2 separate regions of the Pan troglodytes genome follow, and region 2 is linked to region 1. Evidence: chromatin contacts called from public capture Hi-C data. All regions are on one chromosome and are shown on one strand. The core of a region is the stretch at or near the end of the contact, and the rest is flanking DNA. Distances in the headings are between cores, read along the strand shown. Region 1 overlaps IGSF9B (immunoglobulin superfamily member 9B). Region 2 overlaps JAM3 (junctional adhesion molecule 3).

Region 1 (5,872 bases), core at 1,696-4,195:
CCTGCACAGCTTTTGGGAACCCCAAGCCCATTGTCACCTGGCTCAAGGAGGGGACGCTCCTCGGTGCTAGTGGGAAATACCAGGTGAGTGTGGTTCTAGGTTGGGGCCTCTGCGGTCTCTTCCCCCGTTTCCCCGGGGCAGCCTCCCACTGCAGCCGACCCCTGATGCTACAGGCACAAGCACAGAGGAGGCTGGAAAGCTGTAGCCTGGCTCAGCTGCAGGCGTCTCTGTGTCGCTGGCGGGAGATGGGCACGGGGGCACCTGCCCTTCGTGTCCCCCAGATGCATCTGTCCCTGTGGTCATCTCCACCTTAGTGTCTCCGACTGCATCTCCCTGTTTGAGGGTAGCAGCGGTGGGTGTGAGCGTGGGTGCTGAGCTCCATCTGTTTTGGGCCAGGTGAGTGACGGCAGCCTGACAGTGACATCGGTCAGTCGGGAGGACAGAGGTGCCTACACCTGCCGAGCGTACAGCATTCAGGGGGAGGCTGTCCACACGACCCACCTGCTTGTCCAAGGTAGGAGCCATTTCCTCAGCCTCTTTAACCCTGGGCTCCTGCGGGGATGTCCAGCCCGGCTGAGCTACGGAGGGCGTTTTCCCAGAGCTCAGCTGGGGCTAGTGGAGGTGCAGGCGGCCATGAGGACCTGTGCGGGGCTCCTGTGTGCTGCCTGCTGCCCTGGTCAGAGCTCCCGCACCGGCTGCCTGGGAGAGGGCCAGGCCCACAGGCCGTGGCCAGGCACCACATGGCGTGGCAGAGAGGCCCCTGCTGTGTGGGTTTCTGGTTTCTCCTTCTGTTCAGATAGCATCTCTACCATGTCTCCACCTCCCTGGGAGAGGAGACCTCCCTCGGGTCATCTATCCATTAGTGACGGCATCAATAAATAAAGATAGAAACTCAATCCAAGCCCCAGACATTTAAATAACACAGTGGGCATTTGGCAGAGCTGGGGTCTGTATAGTCAGCACAGGGAGATGCCAGTCTGCCCTGCCTGGAGCCCCAGAGTCCCCAGAGAGGGGCCAGGAACTGTGCAGGATGGGGCAGCATCCCGGTCAGGGGGTCTCTACCCTGTGCTGAACTCGGCCCCCGGCTTAGCCTCCCCAGCCCTGCCTCCTGGAGGAACTCGGGGGTTGGGGGGGTTGGTGGCGGCTGCATGCTCCTCCTGCCTCTGAGTGCCGAGCAGCAGCCAGGGCCAGAGGTCCCTCAGCAGCCTGGATGGAAGCTGTTCCCTCTCAGGGGAGACTTGGTCGCCGCTGCCCCCTTTGTCTGTGCAGCCAGCACCAGGACTGCTGGACTTTCACCCTCTGCTTACTCCTCGGCCCCTGCACCCCCAGCTGCCCTCTTGATTTCTGGCTGGGGAGCAGCACACGGCCCTGACTCCTTGAGACTGGACTATTCCTCGCTCTAGATTTGAAAAGAGTTGCCTTTCTCCCTGCTGCATGTCTGGCTCGGGCTCTGCTGGGAGAAGGCAGGCAGGAAGGGTGTGTGTGTGGTGGCTGGTCTGGGGAGCCTGGTGCGGGGGCAGGGGTGGTGGACAGGATGCCTGAGCACAGATAGCATCTGGAAGTGTCTCCATGACAGCCGCCCCCATCGCAGTGTTCAGGGCACCCCTTCCTGAGGCACTGAGGGCTCCCAGGAGGCCTGGGTGCTGCTGCCGTCCCTGATCAGGCGAGGTGGGGTTTGTTCCCTGCTCTCCCCAGGGCCCCCTTTCATCGTCTCCCCTCCTGAGAACATCACCGTCAACATCTCCCAGGATGCTCTGCTCACCTGCCGGGCAGAGGCGTATCCGGGCAACCTCACCTACACCTGGTACTGGCAGGACGAGAACGTCTACTTTCAGAAGTGAGCACCCTGCTCTGACTTTTCAATGAGGTTGCCACCCCAGCCCCCACAGGCAGGGCCCCTGAGCAGAAATTGCACGGGCAGGCTGCCCGTGGCTCCTGGAGCTGGGGGAGGTGGGCGGTCTGGTCCGTGTGTCTCACATGCCAAGGCCAGGGTCTGCATGGAGGGGCCCTGGGGATGCCAGGGGCACGGGCTCTCCATGCCACATCTGGGGCAGTGACGGTGACTGTGTGTCTGCGGCAAGACCCCCTTCTGCTCGCCCAACCCCTTGTCCCCATGCCGCTTTGCAGCGACCTGAAGCTGAGGGTGCGCATCCTAATCGATGGGACCCTGATCATCTTCCGGGTGAAGCCGGAGGACTCGGGGAAGTACACCTGTGTGCCCAGCAACAGCCTGGGGCGCTCCCCCTCCGCCTCGGCGTACCTGACCGTGCAGTGTGAGTAGGGGTGCGGGGGAGCCTGGGTGGTGGGGCTCCCAGAAGGTTTTGGTGTTAGCCAGACTGTAGGCTGGAGGGTAGCAAAGACCAAGCATCATTTGGGGGCATGTAGGTGGAGGAACTAATAAGAGAAGAAGGAGGGATGGCTGGAGAGGAGGCTGAGGCCCTGGACAGTTGGGGTGGAGCAGCTCCTACTTCGCTGGCCAGGCGTCGCTGTTCAGCCAGTACATCTCATCAGCTCAGTGCAGGCTGCACTCAGGAAGACACCTTCGAGCAGTTCCTTCTGAACGGTGGTCCTCGGGCTGAAGGCTGGCCTGCACCTCTGTGCCCAGAACCAGTTGCTCTCTGGCGCTCTTTTCTCAGGTGTCATATGGAGCATAGCCCAGGCCCATGCAGGGTTAGGTTTCTCCCAGCCTCACTCCCTGCCTTTCCACACCGCGTCTGTGTCGGGGGCGATGTGCTCCAGCTCCTGCGCCTGCTCCCTCGGGCGTCCGCGGCCTCTCCCCTTGGGTGGCTGGAGATCCAGATGAATGAGCTGCTCCTCACCCAGACGTTCGAGGGCTTTTGTGTAAGCACCACCATTCAGCTTGCTGATCTTTAATACTGAGCAGCCAGTTGCTTTCCCGCCCCCTGGCAAGCTGAGCCCTGAGACAGAGAAGGATGAGTAATGAGGAGTAATATCTTCCTTTTGATTTGTGGATGGCCCTGTCACTCAGGCAACAAAGGCTGGCATTGTTGCTGTAGATAACAGACTCTCCCTCATTTCCCGGCTGGTGTGGGCGGATTGCTCACACCCAGCGACAGGGAGTGGCAGGGGTGAGAAGTGGAACAGTCTGGAGACAAGACCGGGGTCAGTGTACGAGCTGAGGACAAGTGGAGGACGGCTGGTGGCCCTGGAGGTGGAGCTGGTCCGACTGCTGCCCAGAGCTGGATGTGGACATTCCACTGTTGGTCGCGGTGGTGGAGCACGCTGCGCCTGCTGAGCGCCATTGGACCCCTAACCTCGCAGTCTCACTCTTTCCTCTCCATGGAGTGCATCGCCTCTCTGCTTCTGCCGTCAGCCACTTAAAGGACTTTTGATGTGCTGTATTCCCAGGCCCAAGCTTTAGAGGGCCGTGAGGCCCAGGACAACAGATCTCACTCCCCAGACCTGCAGCGGGAAAAAGCGAGTCGAGAAGTTATTCATACATGACTTAGGATGTGCCCAAGCTGTGCTGGGGTGGGGAAGAACTGCAGGAAGGAGAGACCCGTCCACCACAAAGGTGCGCCCCGTCCCTCTGTGCTGGACGCAGGCTGTGCCACCTGGCACGGAGGTGGCCATGGTGGGGCAGGAGGAGCCAACGGGAGGTGGCCTTTGGAAGACGAGCTGGCCAGGACGAAGGCCCCTCCTCGAAGCCATAGGCCATCTGTCTTTCTGGAGACATGTTTTGGTTTTCCCTGTCTCTCCCCGGCGCCAGCGTCACCACCCACTCCCCCTTGTCCTTTTTTACCTCCTTCCTGTCTTCAAAGAAAATCCAGGGGGTTGAGATTTACAGGTGGGTGAGACAAGGATTTTTATTTCTGCTAAAAAGCAGCGTTCAGAGTATTTCCCATTCATAAACGCTTTGGAAACCTTGGAGGAAAAAAAAAAAACCTCTACCATACAAAAGTAGGAAGCTATTCTAAATATATAACTCGGCCTGGTATTTATGTAACACTGTTCTCTGAAGAGCTCAAAATGCTTAAAAGACACCAGCTCATTCATCCTCACTGCCTTCCTAGTTCTGGATCCTTCTCCTCCGTAGCCCTCAGGGGAAATAGGGGAGTACTGAGAGGAGGTGACTCAGCCTGCATCGCAAGAGGTGTGGGGTTCTTGTTGCTCCTCCGAGAGCCAGGGTCCTGCTGTGTCACCAAGGTTGGAGTGCAGTGGTGCCATCATGGCTTACTGCAGACTCAAACTCTTGGGCTCAAGTGATCCTCCCGCTTCAACTTTGAGAGTACCTGGGACTACAGGTGTGTGCCACCATGCCCAGATCATTCAAAGATTTTTTTGGTAGAGTTGGAGTCTCGCTAAATTGCCCAGGCTGGTCTTAAACTCCTAGCCTCAAGCAGTCCTCCCACCCCAGCCTCCCACAGTGTTGAGATTACAGGTGTGAGCCACTGCACCTGGCCTGATTCTGCATTTCAGCTGCAGAATCAGATGGGGAAGTGAATCCAAGGAAGGCTGGTCAACCAGCAGAATGGGGAGGAAAAATACCCCCTTTGTGGTTAAGCCTACGATAGTGTTCTTCTTTTGACTTCGGATGTAGAGGCGGGGACTGCTTGTTGCTCAGGAGACTTTGGGATAAGGAGCTGTTGGGGAAGGGTGTGGGCAAATGCTGGCTTTGAGGCTCAGGGTCTAGGAACAGAGAGAAATGGACATTGAGAGGACCTCGTTCAATGGGTGAGGTCCATGGTAGAAGCATGACAGGGGCACTGAGGATTGGAGCAGGCTCGGACGTGCATTTGAGTGCCTCCAGACACGCAGAACAGAAGTTCTGAGCACCTGGGCTGGTGCATGGGCTGCCTCCGGCCTGGCTTCTCACCTGGCTTCCCTGTGTCTGTCTCTCCCACCTGCGCCTCCTCTGCAGACCCAGCCCGTGTCCTCAACATGCCCCCTGTAATTTACGTGCCCGTGGGGATCCATGGCTACATCCGCTGCCCTGTGGACGCAGAACCACCGGCCACCGTGGTCAAGTGGAACAAGGACGGCCGTCCCCTGCAGGTTGAGAAGGTGCTAGAGAGATGCATGTTGAGGGTTGGAGTGAGGGCTCCCCCCAGTACTGTGATGCCACCTCTGGGCTCTGGATTTCTGCCAGGACTCCTGGCCCCTTCCAAAAGCCCTGGGCAAACAGAGAGCTGCTTCCGTAGGGGTCTGCGGGTGCCGTCCGCCCCAGGCTGGAGCTCCTGTACCATCCTGCATGCTGCCTGGCCCAGCTGGGACCCAGCCTGGGATGGAGCACGGAGTCTCTGACCAGCGTTCCCTGCCCTATCGTCTATGTCTGGCAGAACCTGGGTTGGACCCTGATGGAGGATGGCTCCATTCGAATTGAGGAGGCCACAGAGGAGGCTCTTGGCACTTACACCTGTGTGCCTTACAACACCCTGGGGACCATGGGCCAGTCTGCCCCTGCGAGGCTTGTCCTGAAGGTGAGGTCCCGGGGCTGTGACGGCCTCCATGAGCTGGGCACCTGGATCCCCCGCCTCACGAGGGTGCCTGTGCTTTCCTCCCCAGGACCCCCCCTATTTCACGGTGCTACCAGGCTGGGAGTACAGGCAGGAGGCCGGCCGGGAGCTGCTTATCCCCTGTGCTGCTGCAGGGGACCCCTTTCCTGTCATCACGTGGAGAAAGGTACCTGGGCCCTGGAGCCCTGGGTCTGCGGGGAGGTGTGAGGGCCCAGGGAGCCCCGGGGCTGCGGGGAGGTGTGAGGGCCCAGCGAGCCCCGGGCTGCGGCGGGGGTGTGAGGACACAGCGAGCCCCAGGGCTGAGGGGGAGTGTGAGGGCACAGCAAGCCCCGGGGCTGAGGGGGGGTGTGAGGGCACAGCGAGCCCCGGGCTGAGGGGAGGTGTGAGGGCCCAGT
Region 2 (5,872 bases), core at 1,284-3,783, 210 kb before region 1:
ATCACTCCAAAAATAAGAGGCAAAGGAGGGACTTCACGTGAGTGGGAAGCAAAACTCTTTTGAGGAGACTCAGGCTCCCGGCGACACTGAGAACCCAAAACAAGACTGTGTTGGAGCTGCTTCCACAAATCCCTCCCAACTCTCAACTTCTCTGAGAACTCCACAGGCTCCGACTCATGCACGAGCCTGCATGTGTACCTCCTGCAGCTCCCGCCCTCCTGTCAGAAAAAGGATGCCATCCTCCTCTCCAGCCACCTGCCTGCCTCCCTCTGTGCCCCTTGGCACAGCCAAGCCCCAGCAGGCCTCCCCTCGAGTCTCTCTCCCTGCCTGCACCCCAGCTTGGGGCCCCCCGCCAGCCTTCTCCCGGACTCTGCAGAAGGCCTCTGACTTGGGCCTCTGCTCTGAGTTGTGCCGCCTCCAATCTCTTCTCTACAGCAGCCACTTCAGTCTTCTGAAACATAGATGCAGCCACGGCACCTCCGCTGAGAGCCTCACAGCGGGCCCTCAGATACCGCCCATGCTCGCCTGGCATTCAGTGCAGTCTGCCTGGCCAGGCAACCTCTCCAGCCCCTCTCCTCCCTCTCTCCCTGTCCATGTACCGGCAACAGTGGGGAACTTGCAGTCTTTCCCATCAGCCAGTCCGTCTGTTGCTTCTGCGTCTTCATACACAGCATTCTCTCCTGACCACCACCTCCCTCCACACCATCTTGCCTGCTAAGCAGCCACCCTTCACACGGCACCCAGAGAGGCCACTTTGGGGAGCCTTCCCTGACCACCATCCTCCCACCCGGAGGATGTCACTTCCGGGTACCCCGTGTTTTCTCCCCATCGGCAACCCCAGCACCAAGCCAGAAACACAGTGGGTGGCTCAGTCTGTTTGTGCTGTGCCGTTGCTGAAACATATGGTCCTTCTCATTCACTCACCTACATCACTCACATCAGGATCATGAGAAGATGGCCTAGGAAAATGTTCACTTTGATTTCCCAAAGAGATGGGGCTGTGAGCAGATTAAGATCCTAGCTAATGAACTGCACTTGTTGATGCTGGGGGACAGGGACAGGGAGGCTTGATATACCATTTGCATTACTTTTGCATATATTTGAAATTTTCCATAATTAGAAATCTTTAAAAAAAAAAAAACGGTCCTAGCTACAGATGCAGGTTACCAGTCTGAGGTAAGTTTCTGGCCAAGAGTGTACACCCAGGTCTATGGACAGAGGAAAGGTCAGCAAGCAAGAGGACTACAGGATCATACCCTGAATTTTGTTGTCAAAAAACACATATGTGGTTTGTTCATCTTGAATTTTCTTCCACTCGATCCTGGGGTCACTTGTCTGCGAATCCGTAATGATGCAAGACAGTTCCACACCTAACACGCAAAGAAGAAAAAGAGCTCTCGGTGAATGTGGAGTGCTTCTAGGTTCAGCTGCACCCAGACCCTGCAAGCTCTAATTCAAGAGGCCTTTCATGCAGATTAAAAACGTAGCCAACTCCACACTCCAAGAGACTTTGAGAAAGGATTTTTTGCCAGAAAATCAATAAAGATAATTAGCAAGGATTTTACTACATAGTGTACCCCCTCCCTTAAACACCCTGCTTGTATATAAGAAATTTCTTGGCCAGGCGCGGTGGCTCACACCTGTAATCTTAGCACTTTGGGAGGCCAAGGAGGGTGGATCACCTGAGGTCAGGAGTTTGAGACCAGTCAGGCCAAACATGGCAAAACCCCATACAAAAATCAGCTAGGCGTGGTGGCGGGTGCCTGTAATCCCAGCTACTCAGGAGGCTGAGGCAGGAGAATCGCTTGAACCCAGGAGGCAGAGGCTGCAGTGAGCCAAGATTGCGTCACTACACTCCAGCCTGGGCAACAGGAGCGAGACTCCATCTCAAAAAGAAAAAAGAAATTTCTTTGTTGTGTGATCACAAAGCCAGGCAGGAGTGCGATGACAGCTGATGGAAAACCGCACAGGGCTCACTGCCGGCCTGCTGATGCCATGCTTCTAGGCCTGTGCACCGCAGAGCAGTCCACCCGGGACATCTCCCTGGCACACTACAGAGACAGATGTGTCCTGAGTTGGCTGCAAGACACCAAATGTCCAGTAGATGGTGCCCATTATCCTAGGCATTTCGTTTGTACTTACTTTCAAATTCCTGTACCACTGGGGTTCGATTGCTGGATTTGAGATTTACAGCCCCTATCAGGCAGCCTGAAGGAGAAAGAAAAGTAAAATCAGAGAAAATGTATCTCAAACGGCAGAGAAACCTTGCACTGAGGTCAGGTTTTCCCGTCTGCGTAGGCTATGGTTACTAACCACAGAGGATGGAAAAATATTCCACAATAAAGTCTCTTAGGTAAGCCAAGTTAACTGCTTTCTCTCTCAAATCTGACCTTCACTGGAAGGAGCCAAGGGAAAGAGAAGAGTTCTAAGAACTCCTTCTCCTTTCTAGTCCCAGAACAAAGCCCTCAGAGCTTTAAAGCCTTTGTCTAAGCATTTCCTATTGACCCTTCGACACCTCTCCTCCCAGACCTGCCCGGGCCTTCTGCCCTTCCTCCCTCCATCATCCCCTCTTCCCCAGGCTTCCAATCCTGCACAGGCACCCTCAGTGGCACGTGATATGGGCCAGACTCTTGGGCTGGAACTCTTCCCTTCGGGACGGCATCAACACTCTCTGGGTATGGTTATCAACCAGCTAGGAGTCCACCTCGCTGTATGAGCAACCCGGTGGTTCCAGTCCACGAAGTTTTCACCGGTCTTTGTTGAAATGAGAAAAATAATAATATAACACGGTAATTTTCACGAAGCTGAGTTTATATCATTGATGAAAGCAAGATAACTACTTGCATGGCAATCCCTTTCAAAACTAGCATCTGATTCCTTATGGGTTTGGGCAAACATCAGACACCTGTTTACCATGGTCTCAAAAGTTCTCAACTAATCTTGGAGAGAAGATCAAGTAGGTACATGGACTACCTACAACATAGTATTCTTTAGCTGCCATGCCTCCAATAAAACATGCCATCCCCAAAGAAGGCCTTCATACAGAACACCTTGATGAAGGTCTCTGGGTCCTGGCTTATGATCACCGCTAAAGAAAATCACAGAGCAACTCTGCTCCAAGCTGCTTTAACTCCTTGCATACTGGGCAGCCTCACACAGCCCATTCTTTTCCTTTCTCTTCTTTAATGGCCCAGCTACATGGATCTTTTCTTTCTAAATAGTCAGATTTCACTAATTCTAGCAAAAGCCCTAAACAATAATTCAACAAAAAGGGATGGAAAACAGAAGTGTAATATACCTGAATTGCTATTGGTTCCTAAAACACTTCTACAAAAAGTTATACAACAAAGGACAAGTGAAGATAACGTTATTTTGTTTGGATAACCATGGCTACTCCCTCTGGGAGCCAGAAATACATCCCATGCATGTGCAGCCCCTTCTACTTCTCCTTCAAAATGAAAGCGCCCAGTGATGCACTAGTAAAGAATGATATGTGAGGCTCCGAGTCTCTACCAAGGCCACACGGGCTCCTTCTAAGGAAAGTGGCCACAAACATTTCTCTCAGTATGAGCACCACGACTTCAACAGGACGCCACCACTGGCTCTAAGGGACTATCGGCCATAAACATTTCTCTCAGTATGAGCACCACGACTTCGAGGAGACGCCACCACTGGCTCTAAGGGACTATTGGCCATAAACATTTCTCTCAGTATGAGCACCATGACTTCGACGAGACGCCACCACTGGCTCTAAGGGACTAGTGGCCATAAACATTTCTCTCAGTTATGAGCACCACGACTTCGACGGGACGCCACCACTGGCTCTAACGGACTATTGGCCATAAACATTTCTCTCAGTATGAGCACCACGACTTCGACAGGACGCCACCACTGGCTCTAAGGGACTACTGGCCATAAACATTTCTCTCAGTATGAGCACCACGACTTCGACAGGACGCCACCACTGGCTCTAAGGGACTACTGGCCATAAACATTTCTCTCAGTATGAGCACCACGACTTCGACGGGACGCCACCACTGGCTCTAAGGGACTAGTGGCCATAAACATTTCAGTATGAGCGCCACGACTTCGACGGGACGCCACCACTGGCTCTAAGGGACTAGTGGCCATAAACATTTCAGTATGAGCGCCACGACTTCGACGAGACGCCACCACTGGCTCTAAGGGACTATTGGCCATAAACATTTCTCTCAGTTATGAGCACCACGACTTCGACGAGACGCCACCACTGGCTCTAAGGGACTATTGGCCATAAACATTTCTCTCAGTATGAGCACCATGACTTCGACGAGACGCCACCACTGGCTCTAAGGGACTAGTGGCCATAAACATTTCTCTCAGTTATGAGCACCACGACTTCGACGGGACGCCACCACTGGCTCTAAGGGACTAGTGGCCATAAACATTTCAGTATGAGCGCCACGACTTCGACGGGACGCCACCACTGGCTCTAAGGGACTAGTGGCCATAAACATTTCAGTATGAGCGCCACGACTTCGACGAGACGCCACCACTGGCTCTAAGGGACTATTGGCCATAAACATTTCTCTCAGTTATGAGCACCACGACTTCGACGAGACGCCACCACTGGCTCTAAGGGACTATTGGCCATAAACATTTCTCTCAGTATGAGCACCATGACTTCGACGAGACGCCACCACTGGCTCTAAGGGACTAGTGGCCATAAACATTTCTCTCAGTTATGAGCACCACGACTTCGACGGGACGCCACCACTGGCTCTAAGGGACTAGTGGCCATAAACATTTCAGTATGAGCGCCACGACTTCGACGGGACGCCACCACTGGCTCTAAGGGACTAGTGGCCATAAACATTTCTCTCAGTTATGAGCACCACGACTTCGACGAGACGCCACCACTGGCTCTAAGGGACTATTGGCCATAAACATTTCTCTCAGTATGAGCACCATGACTTCGACGAGACGCCACCACTGGCTCTAAGGGACTAGTGGCCATAAACATTTCTCTCAGTTATGAGCACCACGACTTCGACGGGACGCCACCACTGGCTCTAAGGGACTAGTGGCCATAAACATTTCTCTCAGTTATGAGCACCACGACTTCGACGAGACGCCACCACTGGCTCTAAGGGACTATTGGCCATAAACATTTCTCTCAGTATGAGCACCATGACTTCGACGAGACGCCACCACTGGCTCTAAGGGACTAGTGGCCATAAACATTTCTCTCAGTTATGAGCACCACGACTTCGACGAGACGCCACCACTGGCTCTAAGGGACTACTGGCCATAAACATTTCTCTCAGTATGAGCACCACGACTTCGACGAGACGCCACCACTGGCTCTAAGGGACTATTGGCCATAAACATTTCAGTATGAGCGCCACGACTTCGACGAGACGCCACCACTGGCTCTAAGGGACTATTGGCCATAAACATTTCAGTATGAGCGCCACGACTTCGACGAGACGCCACCACTGGCTCTAAGGGACTATTGGCCATAAACATTTCTCTCAGTATGAGCACCATGACTTCGACGAGACGCCACCACTGGCTCTAAGGGACTAGTGGCCATAAACATTTCTCTCAGTATGAGCACCACGACTTCGACGAGACGCCACCACTGGCTCTAAGGGACTATTGGCCATAAACATTTCTCTCAGTATGAGCACCATGACTTCGACGAGACGCCACCACTGGCTCTAAGGGACTAGTGGCCATAAACATTTCTCTCAGTTATGAGCACCACGACTTCGACGAGACGCCACCACTGGCTCTAAGGGACTATTGGCCATAAACATTTCTCTCAGTATGAGCACCACGACTTCGACGAGACGCCACCACTGGCTCTAAGGGACTATTGGCCATAAAC

Evidence for each region. Capture Hi-C pulls out chosen DNA fragments and counts their contacts.
Region 2: a capture Hi-C map of stem cell-derived neural stem cells shows a contact between it and region 1, with 4 times the contacts expected there. The contact joins two enhancer-like sites. A contact is called at or near these places in 1 of 7 Hi-C or Micro-C datasets (stem cell-derived neural progenitor cells) and 1 of 1 other capture datasets (stem cell-derived neural stem cells).

Annotation. Positions count from the first base shown.
Region 1 is chr9:135,889,199-135,895,070 of NHGRI_mPanTro3-v2.0_pri, reverse strand. IGSF9B (immunoglobulin superfamily member 9B) reads left to right here. Exons shown (of 20, transcript XM_016922322.4): 4 at 1-83; 5 at 397-514; 6 at 1,696-1,837; 7 at 2,128-2,273; 8 at 4,883-5,025; 9 at 5,301-5,441; 10 at 5,527-5,643. Among named protein-coding and RNA genes, the nearest start is that of IGSF9B, 24 kb to the left of the region's middle. Within about 2 kb of position 2,945, at least 9 of the 24 cell types and tissues checked have an H3K27ac peak or open chromatin away from gene starts, as enhancers often do. A contact at or near this core is called in stem cell-derived neural stem cells, where this site is marked.
Region 2 is chr9:136,099,287-136,105,158 of NHGRI_mPanTro3-v2.0_pri, reverse strand. JAM3 (junctional adhesion molecule 3) reads right to left here. Exons shown (of 9, transcript XM_529458.9): 2 at 2,143-2,208; 3 at 1,257-1,370. Among named protein-coding and RNA genes, the nearest start is that of JAM3, 72 kb to the right of the region's middle. Within about 2 kb of position 2,533, at least 8 of the 24 cell types and tissues checked have an H3K27ac peak or open chromatin away from gene starts, as enhancers often do. A contact at or near this core is called in stem cell-derived neural stem cells, where this site is marked.